2 separate regions of the Gossypium hirsutum genome follow, and region 1 is linked to region 2. A link is a contact called in public Hi-C data. All regions are on one chromosome and are shown on one strand. The core of a region is the stretch at or near the end of the contact, and the rest is flanking DNA. Distances in the headings are between cores, read along the strand shown. Region 1 has its middle 15 kb from the start of LOC107913352. Region 2 overlaps LOC107913350 (protein CROWDED NUCLEI 4).

What was found. Hi-C and Micro-C count contacts between places; a contact is called where the count stands out from the background.
Region 1: a Hi-C map of hypocotyl shows a contact between it and region 2, with 4 times the contacts expected there. The contact joins two enhancer-like sites. A contact is called at or near these places in 7 of 34 Hi-C or Micro-C datasets (callus, hypocotyl and leaf).

What each region holds. Positions count from the first base shown.
Region 1 is chrD11:29,570,093-29,575,771 of Gossypium_hirsutum_v2.1, reverse strand. No RefSeq gene overlaps it. Among protein-coding and RNA genes, the nearest start is that of LOC107913352, 15 kb to the right of the region's middle. Within about 2 kb of position 1,286, at least 8 of the 9 cell types and tissues checked have an H3K27ac peak or open chromatin away from gene starts, as enhancers often do. A contact at or near this core is called in hypocotyl, where this site is marked.
Region 2 is chrD11:29,435,856-29,441,210 of Gossypium_hirsutum_v2.1, reverse strand. It overlaps LOC107913350 (protein CROWDED NUCLEI 4), which reads left to right. Exons shown (of 9, transcript XM_016841905.2): 6 at 1-299; 7 at 423-762; 8 at 1,047-1,215; 9 at 1,317-1,753. The coding sequence ends at 1,157. It overlaps LOC107913349 (a long non-coding RNA gene), which reads right to left. Exons shown (of 2, transcript XR_001688488.2): 2 at 4,666-4,916. Among protein-coding and RNA genes, the nearest start is that of LOC107913349, 3.7 kb to the right of the region's middle. Within about 2 kb of position 2,305, at least 3 of the 9 cell types and tissues checked have an H3K27ac peak or open chromatin away from gene starts, as enhancers often do. A contact at or near this core is called in hypocotyl, where this site is marked.

The DNA.
Region 1 (5,679 bases), core at 37-2,536, 140 kb before region 2:
CAAACAAAAAAGCAAACAAAAACTCAGTTGGAAGACAAAACACCTATATATATCTGATAAAGTTGGTACCGGCCATTAGTATCCTAAATCCAATTTTTTTAATCTGATAAAGTTGGTACCAGTCATCAATGTCCCAAAAAAAATTCAGGACCCGAAAAAAGTGATGCCAACTATCAGTGTGCCAAAGGAAAAAAAAATTGTCTTCGGACACAAAAAAGGTGCTGGTGCTAGCCATCTATTTACCAACACCCAAAATTTTTTTAAAGTACTCTGGTGTGGGCCATTAGATGGCCATAACCCAAAACTTTTTTTTTCAAATATTGGTATTTCAGTATACCAATATAATACGGTTTAAAAAAAAATACCCTGATGTCGGCAATTCATGTCCCAAAATCAAAATAATCATTTTTTTTAAACCTGACATAATCATTAAGCAATCATGGGACTAAAATACTAGGGGTGCCAGACATTGGGTTCCCAAAACTCAAATTTACTGTTCATTTCAAGTCATTTGGATGAATATTTTTGAACCATGGTCATTTTTATAAATATTAATTTTTTAGGTTAGATGGGTAAAATAGCCACACATTGCTAACTGGTAATGGTGCACCATGCCTAAATGTAACCAGTATATGATATTTTATATGGTTTTTTTAATTTATCAATAAAATTATATAAAAATATAAGCGTGTGAGTTATCAGTCATTTTTTTATTATTCGCAAATATTATCGGAGAAAAAACAAATTTTTATCCCCATTAAAAGAAGATGATTGTGGACGCCTAATTCTTCCCAAGGGTTGTGATTCAGATAGGATGGTTTTGCACTCCTAGGCATAATTATCTCAATTTTCAATTTAAATTGTGGTATATTTAATTTTAAAATCAGAGCTTTAATTGAAGGGAAATTTATCTTTTTCTTGAAAATTTGAAGTTTTGAGATAAATTGAATTAGAATCGCAATAAAATTGAAATTAATTTTAAACTTTAGCTTAATTTTTTAAATTTTGAAATGGTAGGATAGATATTTGAATATCGAGGGTTAAAAAGGAAAATTAAAAATAATAATAATTAAAAGAGTAAAATTGGAATAAAATTTATTTTGTAGAAGACCATATTTCTTTGGGTTTAGAACTATAATTTCTGAAAACTCAATTTGTTTCCTTCCAAGGTCAAATTAGTTTTTAAGGTCACTTTGAAACCCATTTTCATTTTTTATTCTGGACCCTTCTAAACTGCAGCCCATTTATTTTAAAGAAAAAGATAGCTCAAGCTTGTAAATCCAAATACAGGCCCAAACTTGAGACCTGGCCTTTTTCTTTTTTCGTATTGGTGGTATCTTCCATGGACACCTTGAGTGCCTTGACTTGAATGTTACTGAGTTAATCTCTATTCGCACAGCTTTGAAACTCTTCTTGAATCTGTCTGGATCAATTCAGTCTCTTTATTGATTGATTCAGACTCTGTGACTGCTCTTTCATGGGTCCAGGATAGAGGTAATCGACCTTGGAGGCTTTGGAAGTTCTTTAATGACATTGATGGTCTTATTGATCGCTGCCTGCAGGTGTCGTTTGTTCACACCATCAGGAGGCCTATTCTATTGTTGATTTTTTTGCCAAGAAGGGTGTTACCTCAGACCAATTCTTTGTTGCTTGGTTGTAATCTGTCAAGGCGTTTTCTCTTGCTTGGCTTCTTTCTGTTTTTTCTTTGCATTTTGTAATGAGCAAAAAAAATTGACTTTTTTATTTTAACGGCATGGATATTATTATAAAAAATTCTTTCCAGATAAATTATATATGAAAATATCTAAATTTAAAAAGTAGAAAAACCTGAGTTAAAGCCTTAAAAAAATCTAATAACCCCACCCGTAAACCAATGTTTGTTGAATAGGATCAAGTTTTTGATATCTTTTTTACCCTTTTAAGCCTAAGATCTATAATTTCTTCTTTCGCGTGCAAAACATTAATTATATTTTGATATGGAAATTGATGAACTTGTAGGATAGTATCCATGATGAAGAAGTTGAATCCCACTTGCAAGGTCGTAAATCCGTGCCATTAATGATTATAAAAAAGAAATAATAATGTAGTATTTTGTATTGTCTGACCTCAATTCTCACCTATATTTATTGAGTTAATCATGTCAAATACTAGAAAACAAATCTGAAAAAGCTAAAAAGATTACAGGGACCCATCAAATATAATTATCGGATAATGTAAATGGGACCATGCAGGGCGGCAGGCGTGAATCCCTGATTCGATCTCATATTTGAAGCCGTCTATAATAAAGACTAGATTATGGTTAAAGGTGTTTTATACATATCTAGGGTTTGACAAACTGCTTTATCTAGTTTCCATTAAAATATTTATTTCTTTGTCTGTTTATTCTTCCCTGTTGGTGTTGGAATGCAAGGCGAGTATTCCATGTATGATGGCAAAGCCACAGTTCCCCACCTGTATTTTCACCTTCTTCAACTAGCCCCATGCTCATCTTATTTCATTTTGATTTTGTAGTTTGCTCAGTTCAATTTTGGGTTATGTTTCTCTGGTTTTACCTCTTTTATAGATTTAAAAACCTTGTAGTATATAAATATTGACAAATAGCTTTCGATCTTGTAATCTTTTGCTCAATCATCGGTCTACATAATTGATATTCATGGAACAAATTATTAAAGCATTTTCAGCCAACAAGCTTAGTCATCTCCACCTATTCTTATTAACATTTTCAGCCAAAAAATAAATAAGAGTCCCTAAAGAATAGCTTATTGTTATATCACCATCAAAACTATTTATTTTAAGGGTAAACTATCAAAATGGTCACTTTTGTTTACCTCAAGTTACATTTTAGTCACTTAAGTTTGAAATGTTACATTTTAGTCGCTTACGTTAACGTATTATAACATTTTAGTCATTGAGTCGTCAATTTCCATTAACGGTGTAATGATAAACTAAAGTGGCACGTTAAATCATTATTTCAAACAAAAAATTTAGGTTAAATTATACAATTGGTCCCCATATTTTTTGTTTTGAGCAATTTAATTTTTTTCTTTTATATTTTTTTAACTTTTTTTTTCATTCTCTTTTGCTTCTCCCTCTATTTTCTTCCTTTCTCCATCTCTTTTAACACATTTTTTTTTCTATTTTTCCAATTTGTTAAAACTTTTTTTATGTTTATGAAAAATGAAAAGTCGAAAGTTGAAACCAAAATAAAAATTGCTTTGCATATTCTCAGCCCACAATTACAAACCCTCATCGTCCATCATCGCTTTAACGAACCAATTTGGATCTCTCAATGACCTAGTCCACAAGCTCACCTCACTCGAAGACCTCGACAACCATGACTTATGGAAATCCACCCTCAACAGAGTTTGCCGAGCCAGTTCCCTTAAACTCCTAACCAACCCCCACAGTCACCTTATTTATCTTACCTACAACCTTTTTGCCCTCTCAAAACTATGTTGTTTTACGGATTCTACAAACAAACTCTACACTCTTAATGACTAAAATGACCACCATAAGAAACTTACCCTCTACTTTACCCAAACCAGTTTGATTCCATGCTCCCTTTCTCTCTTCAATTTACCCATGCTTGGCTTCCAATTAAGCTTGCTTGGAAATATCCAAGAAGATTTAGATCAATTTTATCATTTACTTAATTTTATTCATCAGAAAATAAAAGAAAAAGAAAGGAATAATCTACACGATTCTGTAAAAGTTTGGAAACAAAATAAAATCATTTTGAATACAAAGAATTCAATTTATGTTTAGGTTTGATTAAAGATATGGTTTTTTATATTGATAAGTTAGATCAAATTTTAGTTTCAAAATTATGTTATATTCAAATCAAGATTTGATTAACAATGATTGATATTCGGTTTTGAGTGAAATTCAATTTAGGAATCATGTGAAATAAACAAGGAGTTGGTTTGTTTGGTGGGCAAAGATTATGTTTTTGTAGTGAAGAATGTGATAAAAAAGAAAAATAAAGAGGAAGAAGAAAAGGAAAATAAAGAAATAAAAAGAAAAAAATTAAATTGTTCAAAAAAATAAAAGTATAGGGACTAGTATTAACAAATTAAAAACATAAAAAAACCTACGTTAAAAGAAATTGAGAATTGAGGAAAATAGAGGGAGGCGAGAAGAGAATGAAAAAAAAAGTTCAAAGAACATAAAGGAAAAAAATTAAATTGCTTAAAACGAAAAAATATAGGGACGAATTGTATAATTTAATTTAAAATTTTCATTTTAAATGATGCTTTAATGTGTCACGTCAACTTATCTTTACACCGTTAACGTCAATTAATGCTTAGTGACTAAAATGTTATAACACGATAATGTAAGTGACTAAAATATAACATTTCAAATATGAGTGACTAAAATATAACCTGAGACAAACAAAATGATTATTTTGATAGTTTACCCTTATCTTAAAATTGAGAAAAAAATGTAATAACTTTATTTTTTCTCAATTACTACTAGTTACAACTATATCAATTGTCACTACACCAAAACAGGTCTTTAGCGGCGCTTTTTAACGCCACTAAAGGTATTTGCGGTGCTTCCACAAGCGCCGCAAAAAATGCCGCTAACGAAAACGTCGCAAACGTTTGCAGCATTTACAAACAAAAACGCCGCTAAAGACCATATTCTTTAGCGGCGTTTTTGTTTAAGCGCCTCTAAAGAACATGGTCTTTAGCGGCGGTTTTTTCTAAGCACCGCTAAAGAACATGGTCTTTAGCGGCGCTTTTATACAAAAACACCACTATTTTTGGGATTTTTTTATATTAAATTTTTCATTTTTTCAGCCTTCCTGTAGCAACAAATCAAGAGCAACCAAATCTAAACCAGCCAAAAGCAATAAATTTATATAATATTTCAAATCAAACGAATAAAATAATATTAATATCAATAAATAAAAGTGAATTCATATTATTTTTGCAAAAATGTTAAATGTTAAAATAATAAAAATATTTATGCAATACACTATGACGGTGGAAGTTGCGACTGAAACATCTTCATCATAGTCTGAAGCTGTTGCTGGAGTTCGTTGTACTTTTTGTTCTGCTCTGCTTCTCTCGCTGCAGCCTCTGCTTCCCTCACTGCAGCCGCTGCTTCCCTCGCTGCCGCCTCTGCTTTAAGTTGTAGCTGGAGTTCTTCATATTTCCTTTGAACCTCAACTGTGGTCGCTTGCATCTGAGCCATATGGTCTTTTAACCTCTGAACTTCAGCTTGAGCCTAACTCCCCGAAGCCATGTATTGCTGCGAGTTGGATCCAAAATATTGGGTTGGGCTAACAAAAGATCCTTGAAATCGAACCCGACCATACCTTTCAGGACCCAAAACTTCAGTAATAATCCGGTTATCAATGTCTTCAAGATGAACAGAACTATCACTAGAAGCAATCGCTTCGTACTCCGCCTTTTTGTCCTTTAGTTTTTCCTAATAAATAAATCACATAGTTAGGAACGCAATATATATTAAAAAACATATGCAACATAACAATAGTCACATTACAAGCAATGAATTAAACCATTAGAAAATAAACACTATAAATAACTAAAACAAGTCAAATCGTATTAAGTAAACGTACCATTATTTCACTAACTTCAAGAGTCATGGGAGATCCATCTTTCTTCCTATGTGTAATTTCAAAAAGTTGAAGGCGTCCAACTTTTGACCGGA
Region 2 (5,355 bases), core at 1,056-3,555:
TTGGTTTTAAGCCATGGGTGTGATGGGCAAAAATACAAGCAGTATGGAAGAAAGCCCTTGGGATTTGATGGGGAACCAAAAGTGACAGTGGAAGTGCCCTCAGAAGATGAGGTGCTCAAAGGAATTCATCATTTGGAATCTGGATTTGAAAAAAGCAATGCGGGAAAGTCTTTAGTATCTGAAGAAGGGATTCAAGCTGGAAGGAAAAGAAGAGTTGACAGCTCACCTTCACGTGGTACTAAAAAAAGGAGGCAAACAAAAGATGCTTCTGTAATTCAAGAAGAGGATTGTGCTCACAGGTATCCACTTCTGCTCTTATATTGATTTCTTTTGGCATGTTATTTAACCATGTGCTGATATTCTGATTATTTCTTGATTCAGATAACTGAGGTTTGTTTACAATTACGTTTGTTGTTTTTCAGTGTAAATTCAACTGAACCAAATTCGCTTCCAGATCAGCCTGTATCATTGTCATATGATCAGAGTCAAGGAGGAGCTGATGAGACTAATGCACTGGTTGTTGATAAAATAACAGAGATTTTGGAAGAGACTTTTGAAAAAAAGGTTGTAGTTGATTCTTCCAATCTAGGAAATACTGATCATTTGCAGGATATTGTAGCAGAATCAATGCAGGGTATTCCTCAAAGTGGAGGAATGTGCAGTCTTGCAAGTGCTTCAGGAGAGAATGGTGGATCTGGGGATCCAGTAATTGTTCAAGAAGCACATTTGGGGAAGGTTTCTCAAGTTACCAAGCCCTATCAGGTAAAGGCTGATTCTAGCTATATGCAAATTCCTTTTTTCTTGCATGCAGATGACAGTATCAACATTTTACTAGGCTCTTATTTACAATGTGCATTTGTATTTTGTTTGCTTTTCCCCTCATTTGTGTTCCCCGGGTCTTTAACAGTAGCATTCCCCATTTATGATCAAGTTATTAAATTTCTCATAATAGTTATACAAGTTGATCAGGTTCTTTTGTTTTTGGGTGTCTTTTTCAGTCTTTCTATTTTGTATCCTTGTGGTTCATAAGTGTTTTTATTCTGTAGCCAATGAAAGACGTGTCAGAAGGAGGCACAAAGCTTGAAGACAACGTAGTTCCCAAACTAGATGAGAATGAGAAAATTGGAATGAGGACGAGGTCAAAGCAAAAGTTGTAGAAATATATGTAGCTTCTTTTTAGCTTCTACAGTTATATTTTAACCATTTTGCACAAAGGTACTCTTTTCTTTCCAATCTCGCATCCTAGTGTCCCGTCAAATTATGAATTACACCTTGAAGCAGCTTTTGAAGTACTCTTTGTTTTTGGAGTTTTGCAGAATAGCAGATGTTCAACATGCCATGTAACAACTAAACATGGGAAAGTTGCTTACTAACTTGGATCTTGTTCAGAATACTTGTAAATGCTTATCCTTTTATTTTGGTGTGGGTTTGTTTAGTAGTGCTGGTTTATGATGTTCTTAGTTTCCATAGGGTGGTTTGTTAGGTTTTATAGTGTGTTTGCGTTGGTTTATTATGGCTGATATGATGAAAAAATAGGATTAGATTTTTGCCCTAGATGTTTCAAAGTCGTCAGTTTCTCTATCAGTGAAACTGATATTGGAAATTGATTCGGATGGGGTTTGTTTTGTTTAGAACTCTTTCAACCCACAGATGAGACATTCCCGCTGGAGATTTTTACAATCTTCTACATGATTAAACTTCATTGTATTTCCATATGATAATGCATGTTAATATGTATTCATTTATGCTTAAAGAAGCCTTAAAATAAATTATTTGATGTGAATTAATACTCGAGGGATTACTGGGGTAAAGACTTTTTTGGGGACTAGGCTGCCACAGTGTTGAGAATTCATAGTAGAAGCTTGGATGAGGATCTCTCTTGTAGTAGGGAGAATAATGAATTCCTTGTCATTTGCTGTAACAGTAGGCGTGTTAGTTGGCAGGTTATCTTAGTTTTGTAGTCGATTGCAGTCCGAGAAGAAGCTGATATGGTCGTGTGAGTTCAAATCCAGGCTTTCATTTCCATTTCCATTTCGTAGCAACAGGATTAGGATGAGCATTGTCAAAAATAGCCTTGTTGGATAATGGCAATTATTGTGCATAAGCCTTTCACCCTTGTGGTGTGATCTATCCTGCTGGATAATCAATCCATGAGGCTATTTTGGTGGTGTCAAGATCAGCGGCATGAAGCCCAGTTTGATAACAGAACAACTGTTGAGAAATAGATGCTCTGGAGTTTCCACAGTCGAGTGAGCATTCGATGAAAGACCAACTAATACTGTTCTGTCATATGCCAAATTTGAAAGTCTTGACATTGTTCCCCGTCTGCCTATCACCAATTAGAAAGGAGTAATGATAGAGCTTAGTAGAGGTGGTTGAGGTTTTTTTGAATTTCTTAAATTATTCTGATTCGGTTTTATTCTTTTGTATTTTAATATTGATTTTAGGATTTTGAGTTTTTAAACTTATTTTAGCAAACTAGATTTTATTTTATGATTTTTGGATAATTTATTAAAAATTGGACCAACAAACCACCAATTCTCTGATCCAATAATGGTGATTCAAAACAAAAGTAGTTACGGTAACGGTGATGCATATGCTTTGGAGATTCTCGCCTTTGTGCTATGTATTGACTGTAATGAATATTAAATACTGACCGCTTTGCTTATTGCAATTAACTAAAGTAGGGTTTCTTTCAAAAGAAAAAATATATATTACTTAAAAGTGGTTATGTGTAAAAACAAAATCCGAGAAAACGAAAAGATGAATTAAATATTTAGTTTGTTTTGGGTAAACACTTTTACATTTTAGTCACTGAGTGTAACGGTAAGCTGACATAATACGTTAAATCATCATTCAAATAAAAAATTTAGATTAAATTATATAATTGATTTCTATATTTTTTTTATTTTAAGCAATTTAATTTTTTCTTTTTTGTTTTTTAAACTTTTTTTTCTTTTTTTCATTCTCTTCTGTCGCTCCCTCTATTTTTCTACCTTCTCCATTTCTTTTAATATATCAAGAAGTTGAATTAGCAATGAAAAAAGAAGCAAGAAGTCAAAAGCCATCATTGCCTATAACCATAAACACATACCATGCTTCTTTCTTCATTGTCAATTCGACTTCTTGATATGTTAAAAAAAAAAGAAGGTAGGAAAATAGAGAGAGAAGCAAAAGAGAATGAAAAAAAAAGTTAAAAGAACATAAAACAAAAAAAATAAATTACTCAAAAAAAATGGGAACCAATTGTATAATTTAAACTAAAATTTTTGTTTGAAATGATGATTTAACGTGCTACATCAGCTTACCGGTACACCGTTAACGACAATTAACAACTCAGTGACTAAAATATTATAACATGATAATGTAAGTGACTAAAACGTAACATTTCAAATATAAGTAACTAAAATGTAACATAATATAAACAAAAGTGACCATGAGTGTAGTTTACCTTTTATTTTTACACAACCACTTTTAAATATTTTTTTTTCTTTTGAAAGAAAATCTACTTAATTAAGGCTTAATATAAAAGTTGCTCCTTAAATTATATCTATTTTTTTCACATACTTAAAATTTTTTTATTAAAATTGATGTTTACATTAAAATTTTTTTCTCAGTATGATACTTCTGCCTATCAACTGTTAGTCAACTATAAACAATGATGATGTGACCCAATTACCAAGTAATATTAGGCAAAAATTCCACATAAATAATATCACGTAATTATTTATGTCAAATAATTTAAAAAAAAAAACTTTAAAAAATTGAAATAAAAATTAGAAAATTATATAAAAATTATAAATAATTAATATATAATTAAAAATATCAATATTAATATTAATGAAAAATAATTATATTAATATTAAAAAAAATTCATTGCGCTCATCTAGAAGTGATCATGGGCCGGGCCCAGAAAAATTTTAAGCCTGTTTTCTAGGTCCAAACCCAGACCGGCCTGAGATATGGGCCTGAAAATTTGTCCAAGCCCGACCAAGGAAAAAATTTCTAAGCCCGGGCCCGACCCGACCTGACCTTTTTTTAATATTTTCCTTCATTATTTTAAACCAAAATCCAAATACTCAACATAAAGTCTTGTCAAGTAACCATCAAAACCCTATATTATATAAAAACATTTTAAAAAAATCCAGGTTGACAATAAGATGTTACTTAAAACAGAAATTTTGATTATTTGAATATTTAATTTCAAACTCTATTATTGCAATTGTGATGTGTGAATTTTAATTTTATCATGCGTTTATGTTATGAATTTTTTTATTCATTATATTTTGTACTGATTTAAATTTATATTATTATTTACCATTGTAAATATATTATATTTGAAATATTAAAAAAAGAAGAAGAAGAAGAAGAAAGAAAGCCAATCTTCAACGTGTATGACTATGGCTAAAATTCAAATATTAAATTGAGTCAGGACTTGAGTATAAATAATATATTAATTCTCGATAAATAATCTTATTTTAGAAGAATATCTACAATTCAATTGCGTTAAATATTAAATTTGAGAAATAATATAAAAATATATTATGGACATTTTTTAATAAAAGGTGGAACATAAAATGATTATTTTAATTCGATTTTTAAAGTTTAACAGCTCATTTTTAGGGCTAATTTCATACTTCAATTAAATGCAAAGTACATGCTCTATAAAAAATAAATCAATCAATTTTAATCAGAAAACAAATGTTTCTATGATCATTCATCTGCTAAGAACACATAGACAAACTTCTTTACATTGAATGAAATTCAAACTGCATTATAATAAAAGCAAATGTTGTACAAAGTAAAATAAAAGAAAATCAAATTAAATTAAATTAAATTCTAAAAAGAAAATGTAAATGAAAGCTTACGGGAAAGGAAGCTAAAGTAAGCCAAATCGATTTCAATGTCGCTTATTTCTGCAATAAAACAAAGCAAAAACAAAAAAGATGAGATTAAATGAAGAAACTAAGCTTGTGATCTCAGTAAACATTATAATAAATTCATTCAACTTGAATCCCATGCAATTTCAAAATTTTGAGAACTTCATTTCCAGATATAAACATATAAACAAACGGTTTGCTGCTTAATTATTCAACAACCTTGTTGCCTCCCTCTACTGGCCCGAATTACACATAGCATGAATTAAGCAATTGTAAGTAACGGTATTTGGTCTAATGCCCTTAACCTTCACATGAGAGAAGAGATCAAGAGCCTCATTTAGTGATCCCTTCTTACAAAGGCAGTCAATGACAGTGTTATATGCTACAATATTGGGTTCAAAACCTCTTTCTTCCATCATTATTAGAAACTTAACAGCTCGATCAGTATTCCCGGACCCGGTTTTACTCAACCCAT